2 separate regions of the Mus musculus genome follow, and region 1 is linked to region 2. Evidence: chromatin contacts called from public HiChIP or PLAC-seq data. All regions are on one chromosome and are shown on one strand. The core of a region is the stretch at or near the end of the contact, and the rest is flanking DNA. Distances in the headings are between cores, read along the strand shown. Region 1 overlaps Galnt18 (polypeptide N-acetylgalactosaminyltransferase 18). Region 2 has its middle 34 kb from the start of Gm33098.

Region 1 (6,724 bases), core at 3,890-6,389, 300 kb after region 2:
TTTTTTTTTTCCTTCTAATTGAAAGTTAACTCATGTATAGAAAAGCATACAAAAATTCATGTTCAACTCAATAATTCAAAGCAAAACTAACACCTAGGTCAGGAAACAGCATGATACCATATCACAGAATGCCTCTTCATATCCTTCTACTTTTACTCTCTTTATCCCAATAGGTGACTACCATCCTGACTTTAACATCTCTGTTTTACTTGGCCAGTGGGAAGTGGATCAGACAATTATATTTATTGTTTTGTCTGGCTTCTTTAGCTCAACATTGTACTTGTGACTACTTTTCATTCTTCCAAGTAACTTGCAGACTGAATGGCCTCTGCACTCAGCCACAGCACTACCGGGCTTTCCATTGTGCCTGGCACCTCCAGGGAGGAAGACTATCCCCTCCCCAGCAAGAGCTTTTCCTCACAGCCACCTTCCTCAGAGCATCCCCTTCCCATGGACTAACTCTTGCTCAGAGCGTCTATAGGGGCTACACCATTTCCTTCAGGCTTTCACTGGGGGCTGCTCTTTTTCACATTTTCCCTTCCATGGTTTTCCACAGTTCCCTTTCCTAGTGCCGTGTGCAACAACCTTGCATTAGTTCTCCGCTCCAGCTCTTTGAATAAGCTCCAGGTAGCTTTCGCTGATCAGAATGAGGTTAGGGCTGCTTCACCCTAGACAATAGGCTTCTTCAACATGTCCCAGAATTGGCACTTTGGCGGTCACACCTTGCTCCTGTACTATGCTGGAACAGCCATAGAGGACACTTCAAACTGTCCTTGTTGAACTTGTCATCTCCCTTAAGTCACCATCCTGCCCTTCAAAGGCTGGATTTGGGGGCCCAAAAGCATCCAGTAACACTTGCTCCAAGCAAGACCAGCTCACTGTACTGCCAGCCCTAGGTCCCACCACATCTGTGTAAATCTTGTGGCCCCCAAGCCTGAGTATATCTGTTGAACCATGTCAAGCTGAGTCCTATTATTGGTTCACAATTCTAAAGTGGTAGTGTGGTCGGCTGCCCTCATCTCTTCACCTCACCAACAGGCTGTCTGTCCTGCCCCTGAAGGTAGGAATAGAGCTCAGGCAGGGAGTTAGGACCAGCCCAGCTCTCTAAGTCCAAGGTCTGCCTCATTTTAGGCCCTGAGGCAGAGACTGGAGAGCACTGACCCTGACGTCAATTCTGCTTCTCAATTCTTCCCTGCTTCTACTGTAGAGACCTGGGCAAGCCCCCCTCCTGCCAACCCTTCCCCCTTTACTTGTCTGTAGGGCTAAGGAATGACTCTTGGGAGGTTGCGCAGATGGGCTGATGGGAGACCTATTTCTCAGCTGTAATACAGCACATACACACACAAGGGTGTTCAGGGCACCAGCATGGGAGAGGGGTCATGGAAATGGGGCTGGACCAAGCTCCATCCTTTATGTTGCAGTTTTTGGCTTCTTAGCACATCTCTGGGACCAAAAGCAGGCCCTGCCAATAGTGAGGCTGGGCTGCTTCACATCTCCCAGGCCACCAGAGCTTGGAAACAACTGTAACCCCTCCTTTCCTGACAGCCACTCCTGCCATTCAGGCCTTCCTTGGGCACCTTCTCAAGGCAAGAGAGTGAGGAAGGAGTAGAAGACTCTCCTTCAGAGATGTAAGACTGATATTTCCCAGGCCCTAACCTGCCCCAACCCAGCTCAGCACCCCACAGACATCCCACATGTGATCGTTGGGTAGAAATAGCCATTATGGCCTTCCAGAAGGGTGTGGAAGAAGTGGTTCAAGTCCAAGAACAGGAATGGGGTGGGTAGAGGGGACACCACTTGACTGCTTGATTCGCTGTGTATGAGGCTAGGAGCTCTCTCCTCAGCAGAAAGAGCTCTGTGAACAATGTGAGCTGCCTCCAATGCTTCCAGGAACCATGCTTGGGGGATGGGATACAGCCGGACCATCTTTGGTGGTAGAGCTAGCACCAGCCTTGGGCACTGCAAATGCCAGCTATTTTCCTACCACTCACCAGGCTTGCAAATAAGCTTTGACTCCTTCTCATAGCTTCCTCACCCTAGGAAGCAGCCTGGCGTTGTTCCCATTTGTGTCTTGATCTGTAGATACTGCACTGGAACTAAAGTTATTTGCCATTTTCTTAGTACCTTTCCTCTTGTGTTCCCTGAATAATCTTATGAGTTTCTTACAATACCCCCAACCTCCCAGAGGGGGAGATAGTAGGAGCCCTCATTTTGTAGAACTGGAGGCTAAGGTCCTGAGAGGCTGGAGATTTTCCCAAGATGCCACATAGAGGGCAGCTGGGACCCCAGGGAACCTTCCCCATTCCCTGTTCTCCACTAGATAAGTAACCACCAACCCTATCACCACCCACCCACCCACACCATGCCTATCTCTGAGGTAGTAGCTAGACTAAAGGCGCTGGTGGTACTCAGTGCTGGAATAGAGGAAGATGTCTCAGTGAATTCGAAGAGGTTTGGTCTGTTCCCTTTGAGGCTTCTCTAAAGGGATGGTATTCATACATCCTTCCAGCCACTGCCAAATATTTAATGAGCATCTACCGAGGGTCATACACACTTCCCAGCTGCTGCAATGTATGCATGACAGAGAAAGAGAAGGCTTTTTTGTTCTTGTGGCAACTGTGCTCTTGAGGGAGAGTTGGCAGCAGATTCCGGCAAGGAGAGGAGCTGATGAGGCTATGCCCCAAATCATGGGGCTCAGCAGGAGGCTCGGCAAGCTGGGGCAGGAGATGACTGCCAGGTGAAAGAGGTGGCCGGGAGATCCTCTACTAAAGGTGAGACCTGAGACGAAACATGGGGGGGGAGAGAGATGGCAGTCCCGGGGCAGGTCCAGGATCCTAATGAAAAGCCCCAGAGGCAGGAATGGGCTTCCGGTGAGGCTTAGGGAACTTTTGGGCTGCGTTTATGCAAAGGCAGAGAAAGCACTGGTAAAAGGGAAGAGATGAGGCCCATGAGTGAGGGCGGGGCCTCTGAACTCTGGTTTTGATCTGAGAGGCAGGGCCAATACTTCCTAGGCCTGATCCACATGCTAAGCAGGCCGGCCACTCTGGGTTCTGGGCTGGGCTAAGTGGGAAAGAAGGAAAGATGCTGGGACAAGTGCTAGCGGACTCTTGTCCTAATCCCTGTGTGTGTGTTTGGGGGGGATGGTGGGGGGCTTAGCCTGCAGCTCTGGGCCAGTTTCTTGGCTCTGGAGCTGGTGCTGGGGCTGGGGCTGGGGCTGGATGCTGAGATCTGAGCCTTTCTCTCTCCATGTAGGAGCCTGCTGCTTGTTTGGTTTACCAGTCCAGTCATCAAAATTATTTGTGTAATACTTACAACTACGGGATCTACAAACACACAATACTTTTAATTAAAGAATTTAAATAAGGGCAATTAAACCTGGCAGGAGAGAAGCCGCAGCACACAGAGGGCTTAATTGGAATGGAAACCAAATTAAATATGGAAGAAGCCATTAAAAACCAAAGCGGAAGTTGAATGTATAGGACGAAGAATACTAATAACGGTTCCTACAGCCAGTCCCTGCCCTTGCTTCAGTTTTCCTTTTGGGTCCCTCTAAAGGAGTGACTACAAAGGTCCCAAGCAGAAACAAGGAAGAAATGACTCTTTCTCAGGCCTTGGTCATGTGACCTAGGGAGTGACCTCTTGACCTGGGGAATGGCTGAGCCATTCTGGGCTTCTGTCTATCATCTCACTTACCATCTTGGACCACTCAAGATATTAGCACAGAGGACTATGGATACTGGGACACGTGGAAGTCATCACCCATGCAACCCTAAGGCACACATCTCTCTACCATAGTTTCCCCACAGGGATGTCAGATGGTGGCTAGGTGTGGGTCAGATAGCATTAAACTATCCTTGCCCTACTTGGGAGGGGCATGCTGGGGTGTCTTCCTTACTGTAGCTCTGAGAGGTAGAGCTGAAGATTTTTTATTATTATTATTTCATAAAATTAGATATTGAGGCTGGGAGGTTCGGGAGCTGGCTCAGAATCTCCTGGTTAGCGAGTGTTGGGATCAGGATCGAAGCCCAGGTGTCGTCCACTGGAGAGGAGAATGACCAGCGTGCCCAGGAAACTCAACCACTACCCTGCTTTCAGATTCGGTAGGTCTCAGAGATGGCCTGAGAATGTCCCAAGTGCTGTCCTAGTGGCAGTTCTGGTATGGGTCCAGCTTGCAAGGATCAACAGCATCTGTGACCCTGTTTAGGAAAGGCCTGGCTTGCCCCCAGAGCTTCTGGGCTGCCTGGGCTGGCTTTCCTTATAGTGGGATGCACATCTGAAGTCAAGTGTGTATCAGATCCTAGATCCTGGATTCACAGACTTCTGTTTCCCTGGGAGCTCCTACTCCACCTTCCTTGCTAATGAATTTTCCAAAAGGCAAGCAGCCCTGTGAGTCCTGGGCTTTAAGCTCAGTGAGTTGAGGAGTTTCTGGGTTAAGTACTTAATGATTGGTAATCAAATACTTCAAAGCTTGGGCAGGACATTAGGCCTAGTTACAGAAACCCCAAGATTAGGTGTTTTGTAGAGTAAAGTGTTCTTTATGTAGTATGAATATTCAACACTTACTGTGTTCAATATGCACTTCGGTGTTTTCTTCCTTCAAGGGCCTCACCCAAGCCTAAGTGGGATTCTGCCTGGGACTTGCTGTGTGAGGCCACTGACTGAAAATGGGTATTTGCAACATCAAGTAAGCGAGGACAGGTAGAAAGGGGTCGGGAGATGCAAGTGCCTGGAGAGCTGACCAGGATGGCTGTGATTCTGTTCATTCACACATGCTTGACCTAGCAGGGAGACCCCAGCCTCAAATTCTCACTAATGGGGTTTTCTAGACAAAGACAGAGCCATCCTGGTGTATGGACTCTTAAGACAGCATCCCTGTGTCTGACTTCTAACAATCACTAAACCTGTCTGTGCCTCAGTTTCCTCATGTTTGCAGGTGCCTCATAGGCCTGCTATGATTTCAAAGTATTACTTATAAAAGGTTAGTATAGTGCCTGGCATGCTATAAACACTATATAAATATTTGATTCTTTTTAAAATCCCATGCAGTTCTGGGGAGCTGAGCAATCACATCTGCCCCTGGCCCTGATCACTGCAGGAAGAGAAGGAAGAAGAAAATGCTGATTGCTCTAATTTTAAAAATAACTAAGAAAACAGGCTCTAAACAAAGCGTTGTCAGTCGCTGGGAACTGGACAGTCCCACTCGCACCCTTTCCTATGACCTGGAAATGAAAAGCTGCTTTATCCCAGAGCCATAATGAAACACCCGATGATAGCCCTTTCTTTTCAGCACAAAAGCTTCTCGAGGCTGGATGTGCTGACAGTGCTTGGGGCTGAGCTGGGGAAAGTCCAGGGCGCCTCCTCGCCTGAGTGGAGGACACTCGGGCAAGGTTAGAAGTGCCTCTGGGAAATGTGCCTGCAGATAGCTTTTGTTTTTACAGGAGAATGTTTGTCTCATTTCAGGTTATCATATTATACCCCAGAAGGCAGAACCAACCTTAATAGGCAAGCTGGGCTCTGGGCTTTCCCCAGACATCTTGTACTCCCTAAAACTCCTCTTTCTTGGCACCAATGGACAACTTTGCTCTTATTGACATTCCTTCCAAGAATGAAGCAAGTCAGGGCTGGGAAGTGGGCCTTCCTCCATGTAACGTCGGATTTTCAGTTGTATCAATACTTCCATGAAGAAATGACAGTTGAGGTTGGCTAGCATAAAGTACAAGCTATAGAGCCTGACAAAATTTCCTCTTTCAAAACATATTCAAACCAATTTGTACTCCACTCTGTGGAATATGAACATCTGCTTAATATAAAAGATTTCTTCCACACTAGTCACAAATCTGGTTATAGGGAGAATATCTCTCTCTCTCTCTCTCTCTCTCTCTCTCTCTCTCTCGCTCTCTCTCGCTCTCTCTCTCACACACACATACACACATAAAATGTGTTTGCATGCTTCTAAGGATAGTAAATAAGGCCAATGAAAGTAAGGTTTTGCTTGTCTTTAGGCACACATTTAGTTGAAGATCTGGTGATCAGGAGGACTCTAAGATTCATACATTTATTTTAAAGGGCCCCTTCATTTGATCAACGGCACATTGTATGTCTGTTTTGGTTGACACAAACCTAGGCGTATATGGGGGAAAGTAACCTCAACTGAGAAATACTGGCCTGTAGACAAGGCTGTGGGGCATTTTCTTGATTAATGGCTAATATGGGAAGGCCTGGCCCAATGTGCATGGCACTACCACTATGCAGGTGGTCGTGATTTGTGTAAGAAAGCAGGCTGGACAAGCCATGAGGAGCAAGCCAGTAAGCAGCGTTCCTCTGTGGCCTCTGTATCAACTTCTGCCTCTAGGTTCCCACTTGAGTTCCTGCCCTCACTTCACTCAGTGATGGCTAAGATTTGGCTGTGTAAGCCAAATTAACCTTTTCCTCCCCAAGCTGCTTTTGGTGGGTGTTTTATCATAGCAGTGCAGAGGCACAGTAGGACAGTGTCCACTCTGTCTCAGGATTTCTGTTCTCTGGTGGAGATGCCTAAATCGTGAGAGGCATTCCTGTTATCCATGCTTCCAGACACTTGAAGGGAGTGGCCTTGGGTGGAATGTCATCATTCTACCAGGTAACAGCCACCATTCCATCATGTAAAGGGGAGAGGGCACAAAATGTGATGAAGACCTTCATTGAAGTTTGGTTTATTCTTGGTGTGCAGTGTTTTGTTTTGGGCTGG
Region 2 (6,285 bases), core at 297-2,796:
AGAAAGTGATTGGATCAGGAGGCAGAGCCCTCACGAATGGGTTTAGTGGCTCTCTATAGGAGCTTGAAGAACATGCCTCGGTCCCTTTGTCCTTCTGCCATGTTGTGGTTGTGGAACAAGGACTCATGGTTTATGCCACAGATGCCTAAGTCACAGATATAGGAGGCTGACTAAACAGTCAGTTGAAGTGTGCATGCTGACATGAAGGCCGTGAGACTGGAGCACAGGGCCAGTTCTAATTGTGAAGCCCCACTGGCTTTCTAAGGAGAAAAAACCAAAACCCCAGGAATGACTTTGGAATTGTTATCGGGTATTTAGTTCACTTAGCAGTTGCATTCAGGCCTTTCCAGACTTCCTCTATCAGGTAAAACCAGGAATTAAAGAAGCATGAAACACTTCCACTTGAATTGTGAAGGAAGGCTTCAGAAATATTGCCTCTGGTGGGTCACGTGAAGGCATGTCCAGCAGCAGGTCCAAGCGGGTGGAAAGGACAGATTTCAGAGCACTGTCCCCACTGTTTAAAGTTCCCCTGGGCTAAGTGTCTAGCAGGGGAACCACAGTGGCACCTCTTGGCCTTGTGCTCTGGACTTTGCACAATCCAGGTCCCAGGAGCTAGCTCAGTCTAACCCTCACGAAGATGGCCTCTGTAAGAGTGAACTTTCACAGATCCCATGCTGAGAAACACCCAGAGTAAGCTCTGGCATGTCTTTGAGATCTTCTTGCTAGGGTTGAAGAGATAGCTCAGTCAGTGACGTGCCTGCTGTGCAAGGGTGAGGGCCTGAGTTCGATCCCCAGCACCTGTGTGAAAGGCCAGATTTGGGGGTGGGGGGCACTTGTAATCCCAGGGCTAGGAAAGTGAAAAGGGGCAGGAGCTAGGGCTTGTTAACCAACTCATTCGGTGAGCTCCAGGTCAGTAAAAGCCTCTGTCTCAAAAAACAGAGTGGGTGCTAGAGAGATGGCTTAGCAGTTAATCGTCTTTCCTGCTCTTCTAGACCCAAGTTCTGTTCCCTGCCCCCACACCAAGTGGTTCTCATCCACTTGTAACTGCAGGTCCAAAGAATCTGATGCCCTCTCTGGCTTCCTGGGGGCATCCAAATGCATGTTCACAGACACACACACACACACACAGACAGACACACACACACACAGACACACACACACGTAAGTAAATAATCTTAAAACAAACAAACAAAAAGAGTGTATGACATCTGAGGAGTGACATCTGAAATTGACCTCTGGTTTCTCTTTACACACACAAACACACACACACACACACACACACAGAAAGAGAGAAAAAGAGGGAGAGAGAGCTATGCATGCATACTTACACATAATGCACACACATACATTGCATATACATACATGCACATACACAGACACACACACAAGCTCATGCACGCATGTACAATTCTCATGCCAAGGGCAGGACCTTCAGACTGCTTATTTTGGTCCCCAGCACCTGCTCCAGTTCTGGCTCACACAGGTGCCAGCGTCTGCTGGAAGAATGCTCAGATGGATGCGTGCTGCTAGGCTAGCACCAGTTCCAGCTGTCTGCAATCCTGTGTGCCTGATAATCTCAGTGCATAGTGCTATAGCTCGGAAATGAATGGCCGTGAGCTGCAGGCTTCCAGAGCGCAGAGGCTGCAGGCTTGGACACTGGAGTCAGACACAGATGGGTCATTTTGCTCAGCCTCTGACTATTTTTGTGATCTCAACCCAGTCACTTGATCTTTGAGCTTCTGTTTCCTCATATATATATAAAATGGCTGTCATAAAGTCTACTTTATTTGACTATCAAGGGAATGAAATCAGATAACGCCTATAAAATGTCCAGCTATGTCCCTGGCACATACTGAGTGATCAGTAAACAGGCTTGTCTGGGACTGTGTGTGTCACCAGCTGCAATGCTTTAGAATCCAGGTGGTGGGAGGGAGGGCACATATCATGCGTGTGTGGGTATTGTGAAAGGAGGTTTTATGTAGCCCAGGCTGGCCTTAACTTGCTATACAGTCAGCACTGGCGTTGGACTTCTTTTTTTTTTTTTTTCTGTTTTGTTTTCTTTTCTTTTTAAAATTAGGTATTTTCTTCATTTACATTTCAAATGCTACCCCAAAAGTCCCCCAGGCCCCCCCACCCCCTACCCACCCACTCCCACTTCTTGGCCCTGGTGTTCCCCCATACTGAGGCATATAAAGTTTGCAAGACCAAGGGACCTCTCTTCCCAATGATGGCCGACTAGGTCATCTTTTGATACATATGCAGCTAGAGTCAAGAGCTCCGGGATACTGGTTAGTTCATATTGTTGTTCCCCCTATAGGGTTGCAGACCCTTCAGCTCCTTGGGTGCTTTCTCTAGGGCGTTGGACTTCTGATCCTCTTGCTTCTACTACCCCAAACACTGGAATTACAGATTCTCATCATGACTTCTGGAGTATGTGGTGTTGAGGGATACAGATTTTTTTTTTTCACATCAAGTAGGCATCTTACTAAGTAAGCTGTATCCCCTGCTCACATGTCTCTGTTTTTAGAGGTGGTAGAATTGTGGATTCTGGGCTCCAGAGCCTGCCATTATAGTGATTGGTATCCACCGTTAACCCTATGGTCATGTGGACACTAAGTCATGAGCAAAAGGCTTGGAGGACTGAGTGAGGCACAGGAATCAGGTGAGGTCAGGGCTAGGATGAGGTCACACGGAGCCAGTGAGATAGCTGGCTGGATTCTCAGGATACAAGCTATGGCTGAATTCCTAGAAGTTATGGGATGGGAGAACTTCCTCTGGGTCTCCTCTGGTCCTCAGCTTGGTGGAGTTTCCTCATCCATCAAAGCTTGCTTCTGCTCTGTGGGGAAGAGTCCTCTCAGCCAAGGGACTTTATGGGAGCCATCATGACCGTGAAATTTGACTCAGGCAAGACGAACCACTGGGTGAATTTTATTGTGAGTCCTGTATGCCAGGAACTCCTAGAATATGTTTTGCGAGAAAGCCCCAGAGTGTGGAGACAGGAGCCAGGCTCAACCCTGTCAGGCAGGAGGTAGGTCAATGACGCCATCTGGGGAATTTCAGCTGCTCAGAGTGGACTGGCAGTGCTGTGGGTGGTGACTGAATTTTACCCTTGGTTATCAGTCATTCGCTTGACAAACATTCATTTCTCCTCTTTGCTTTCTTCCTAGGTGAAGCCGTGGCAGAGTGAGGGTATGGGTCTGGACTTATGCTACATCAGGAACACGATGTGCTTCCACATAGCCTTGGTCATCTCTTTGGCTTCCATCCATGTGTATGAACACAGGGGGTTTGCCGACTTTCTAAGATTCCCCAGAGCGGCTGCGTGTGTGTGTGTTTTCACATTCACAAGTGCATATCAAGTGCACGTGCACATATTTTCAGGTGCGATTGCATTTGAGTGTGGAGGTTGGAGGACAATGTCTTTGTATGCATGAGATCAGAGGAAGAGGCCAGGTGTCTCTTTTTGTCACTCTCTGCTTCATTATTTTTGAGGCAAGGTCTCTCATTGAGTCTTGAGCTAGGCCTGAAAACTCCAGAGAATCTTCTGGTCTCTGCATACCCCTGCCTTTTTGCTGCAACCCTGGGGTTATTGGCACATGGTGGCCATGCTCCTTTTAAGTAGGATTTTGGGATAATGAACTCGGTCTTCATGCTTCTAAGGCACAGACTTGACCGACTGAGCTAACTGACCAGTCCGTAGATGTGCCTTTGAGAAAGTCGAGGTTCCCTGAACAGGCATGGAGTACAGAGGCTGACCATGAGCACTTGGGAGAACTTTCTGGTTGCTCCTTTGCTCAACACCCCTGAGCTCTGTCTGGCCCTCAGAAGATGAAGTGCCTCACTTGTAGCTTCAGAAGGGGTTGAAGGTTGCAGCAACAGGACTTTTACACATGTAACAATTGCAGAACGAGTCAGTGTTTTCTGCTGTCTGTGGAACTCTGGGAAGGACACAGGGCTGGAGGAGATGGAAGGCAACCCTAGCCCTTCTTTCTCTAGGAGCCTGCAAGACGTGGCGGTGCTGAGCTCTGAGCTCAGGATCTATGGGGTCACAGTCAGTGCTGCTGTTTGCCTGTCAGGTGACTTCCCTGCCTGGTGGATGAGTCAGGGATGTTGCTTCCTTACATATAGAAGAGGCTATCCATAGCATCAGTTCCAGCTCCCACATTCCAGGGGTCAGAGTTCGCTGTTAGAATCATTCCAGATTCTAGAAGCTGAGTACAGATCAAGTGAGCATTCCTCTGGGGCCTCTGAACAAGGAGTCCCAGACAATTGGCACTAGATGGCCAAAACCTAGGGAGTGGGCTGTCACTGGAGTTTCAGAGTTGCCACTAGTTTTTAATGTGAAAATCTTTGACAGCTAGTTTCCTCTGGTAGGAAATTACTTTATTAAATCAATGAACTTCAGAACTTGCTAGTGAACGTCTAGCTCCCATTTTCAACACTATCAGTAATGATAAAAAGAACACCAACTGCCTATCTAGTATGCAGGACTTGCAAAGCACTTCACATTGTGCTCAGGCCACTTCCTCAGACACCCCATAGGCCTATCTCTGTCCCTAGATGAGAAGATTGAGGTTCAGGGACTTTCCCAAGTTTTATTAATTTTATTTTAATAAGTAGATGCTGAGATATGAATTGGTTCAGTCTGACATCTAAGTCATGCTTTTTTTTTCCCCATTTGCCATTTAGTACAGGCTGACTTGTAACTCTCTATGTAGCCCAGGCTAGCCTCAAACTCAGGTACCTCCCTTCATAGCCTGTTACAGGTATGAGCCACCACGCCAGCTTTCTTATTGCATGTTTAGAAGTAACAGTGCTTTGTAGTTCTTCTGATTGTACCATTACAGGTACTGAGCTTAGAGGCAAAAAAATCCCGAAGGATTCTGAGAAAGCTTTATTGACAAGAGGGAACTTTATTTGGCTTCCTAAGAATGTGGGCTAAAAAATATCCGGAGATCACACCCAGGGGAAGAGGAGAGTCCTTTGAGGCAGGAGTATACCTCAAATGTTCTCAGAACACAAGTACCTGGGGAACAAGAACATTTGGGAGGGAGACTTGGGTGTGGGGACACCTGGTAAGGACACACGACACTCCATGAAAGCAAGTCCCTGGCTGTATCCTCTCAGTAAAGAAGGAAATGAACAGCATCTATAGGATATTAGCTTGTTTCTGCTACATAAATGGAGTCATTCAGACAGAAATTTCACTGAGGAAAACACAGCGGTTTTGATAGAGCAGCTGCAAGCCATCAGCTAATCTAACATTTGCTTGCTTACTAACAGAGCTGCCTCTGACACTGCCCAGGTAAGTGGTACTGTAGTGACTGGTAGAACTGGAAAGAGTCAGCAACTGAGCAGCTCTATAGGCTAGCTCTGTAGTGGCTAGCTTAGCTGGTAGCAATTGAGCAGCTCTGTAGGCTAGCTCTGTAGTGGCTAGCTTAGCTGGTAGCAATTGAGCAGTTCTGTAGGCTAGCTCTGCAGAGGTTAGCTTAGCTGGTAGAGTACTTGCCTAGTGCACACACACAAGACCCTGGGTTCAATAACCTAGTACCAGGGAAAAAAGCCAGGTTCCAGATCTAGCCTCTGTTATTCATGGAAAGAAAGCAAAAGTGATGTCTTATCACGAAACTGGAAATTCAGGCTAGGGATGTAGTTCAGCCTGTAGAGTGCTTGTGCAGTGTACACAGAGTCCTGGGACTGAGTCTCTTGTGCCACATAACCTAGGTGTGGTGGCTCATGACTGGAATCTCAGCACTCGAGAGACACAGGAAGGCCAATCAGAAATTCTAGGCCAGCCTGGGCTACATAGTGAGTTTCAGGCTAGTTTGGGCTACATGAGCCCTTTTAAAGGTTGATTGAATATTAGAATGAAATAGTGGGCTGACAGTATATATAAGCCCATCATCTGTCATGCTGGGATGCTGGGGAAAATTCTGAGTTAAATATTAACTGAACTACTTACTCAGAAATGTAGTTTTTTTTTTTAAAAAGAAAACCATTTATTTGTGTATTTATTTATTTGAGTATTTATATTTATTTGTGTATTTACATTTTGTACAACGGAGTATTTTTCCCTGCTTGTTTGCATGTGTATATGCCTGGTACTTGACAAAGCCAGAAGAGGGTGCCAGATGTGGGCACTGAGAACTGAACCTGGGTCCTCCAAAAGAGCAGCAATTGCTCTAGACTGCTTAGCCATCTCTCCAGTGTTGATCCCCATCCTTGGCCCCCCCAAACCAAACCTGGTTTTACTATGTAGTTGTGGTGGGACTAGAACTCAGAGAA

Evidence for each region. HiChIP or PLAC-seq counts read pairs in DNA pulled down with a chosen protein or histone mark.
Region 1: an H3K27ac HiChIP or PLAC-seq map of VIP interneurons shows a contact between it and region 2, with 3 times the contacts expected there. The contact joins two enhancer-like sites. A contact is called at or near these places in 2 of 484 Hi-C or Micro-C datasets (cerebral cortex and muscle stem cells), 1 of 115 datasets of contacts at active chromatin or transcription factors (VIP interneurons) and 1 of 9 other capture datasets (embryonic stem cells).

What each region holds. Positions count from the first base shown.
Region 1 is chr7:111,472,937-111,479,660 of GRCm38.p6, forward strand. All of the region lies in intron 10 of Galnt18 (polypeptide N-acetylgalactosaminyltransferase 18), which reads right to left. Among named protein-coding and RNA genes, the nearest start is that of Gm33145, 190 kb to the left of the region's middle. Within about 2 kb of position 5,140, at least 10 of the 459 cell types and tissues checked have an H3K27ac peak or open chromatin away from gene starts, as enhancers often do. A contact at or near this core is called in VIP interneurons, where this site is marked.
Region 2 is chr7:111,173,040-111,179,324 of GRCm38.p6, forward strand. No RefSeq gene overlaps it. Among named protein-coding and RNA genes, the nearest start is that of Gm33098, 34 kb to the right of the region's middle. Within about 2 kb of position 1,547, at least 15 of the 459 cell types and tissues checked have an H3K27ac peak or open chromatin away from gene starts, as enhancers often do. A contact at or near this core is called in VIP interneurons, where this site is marked.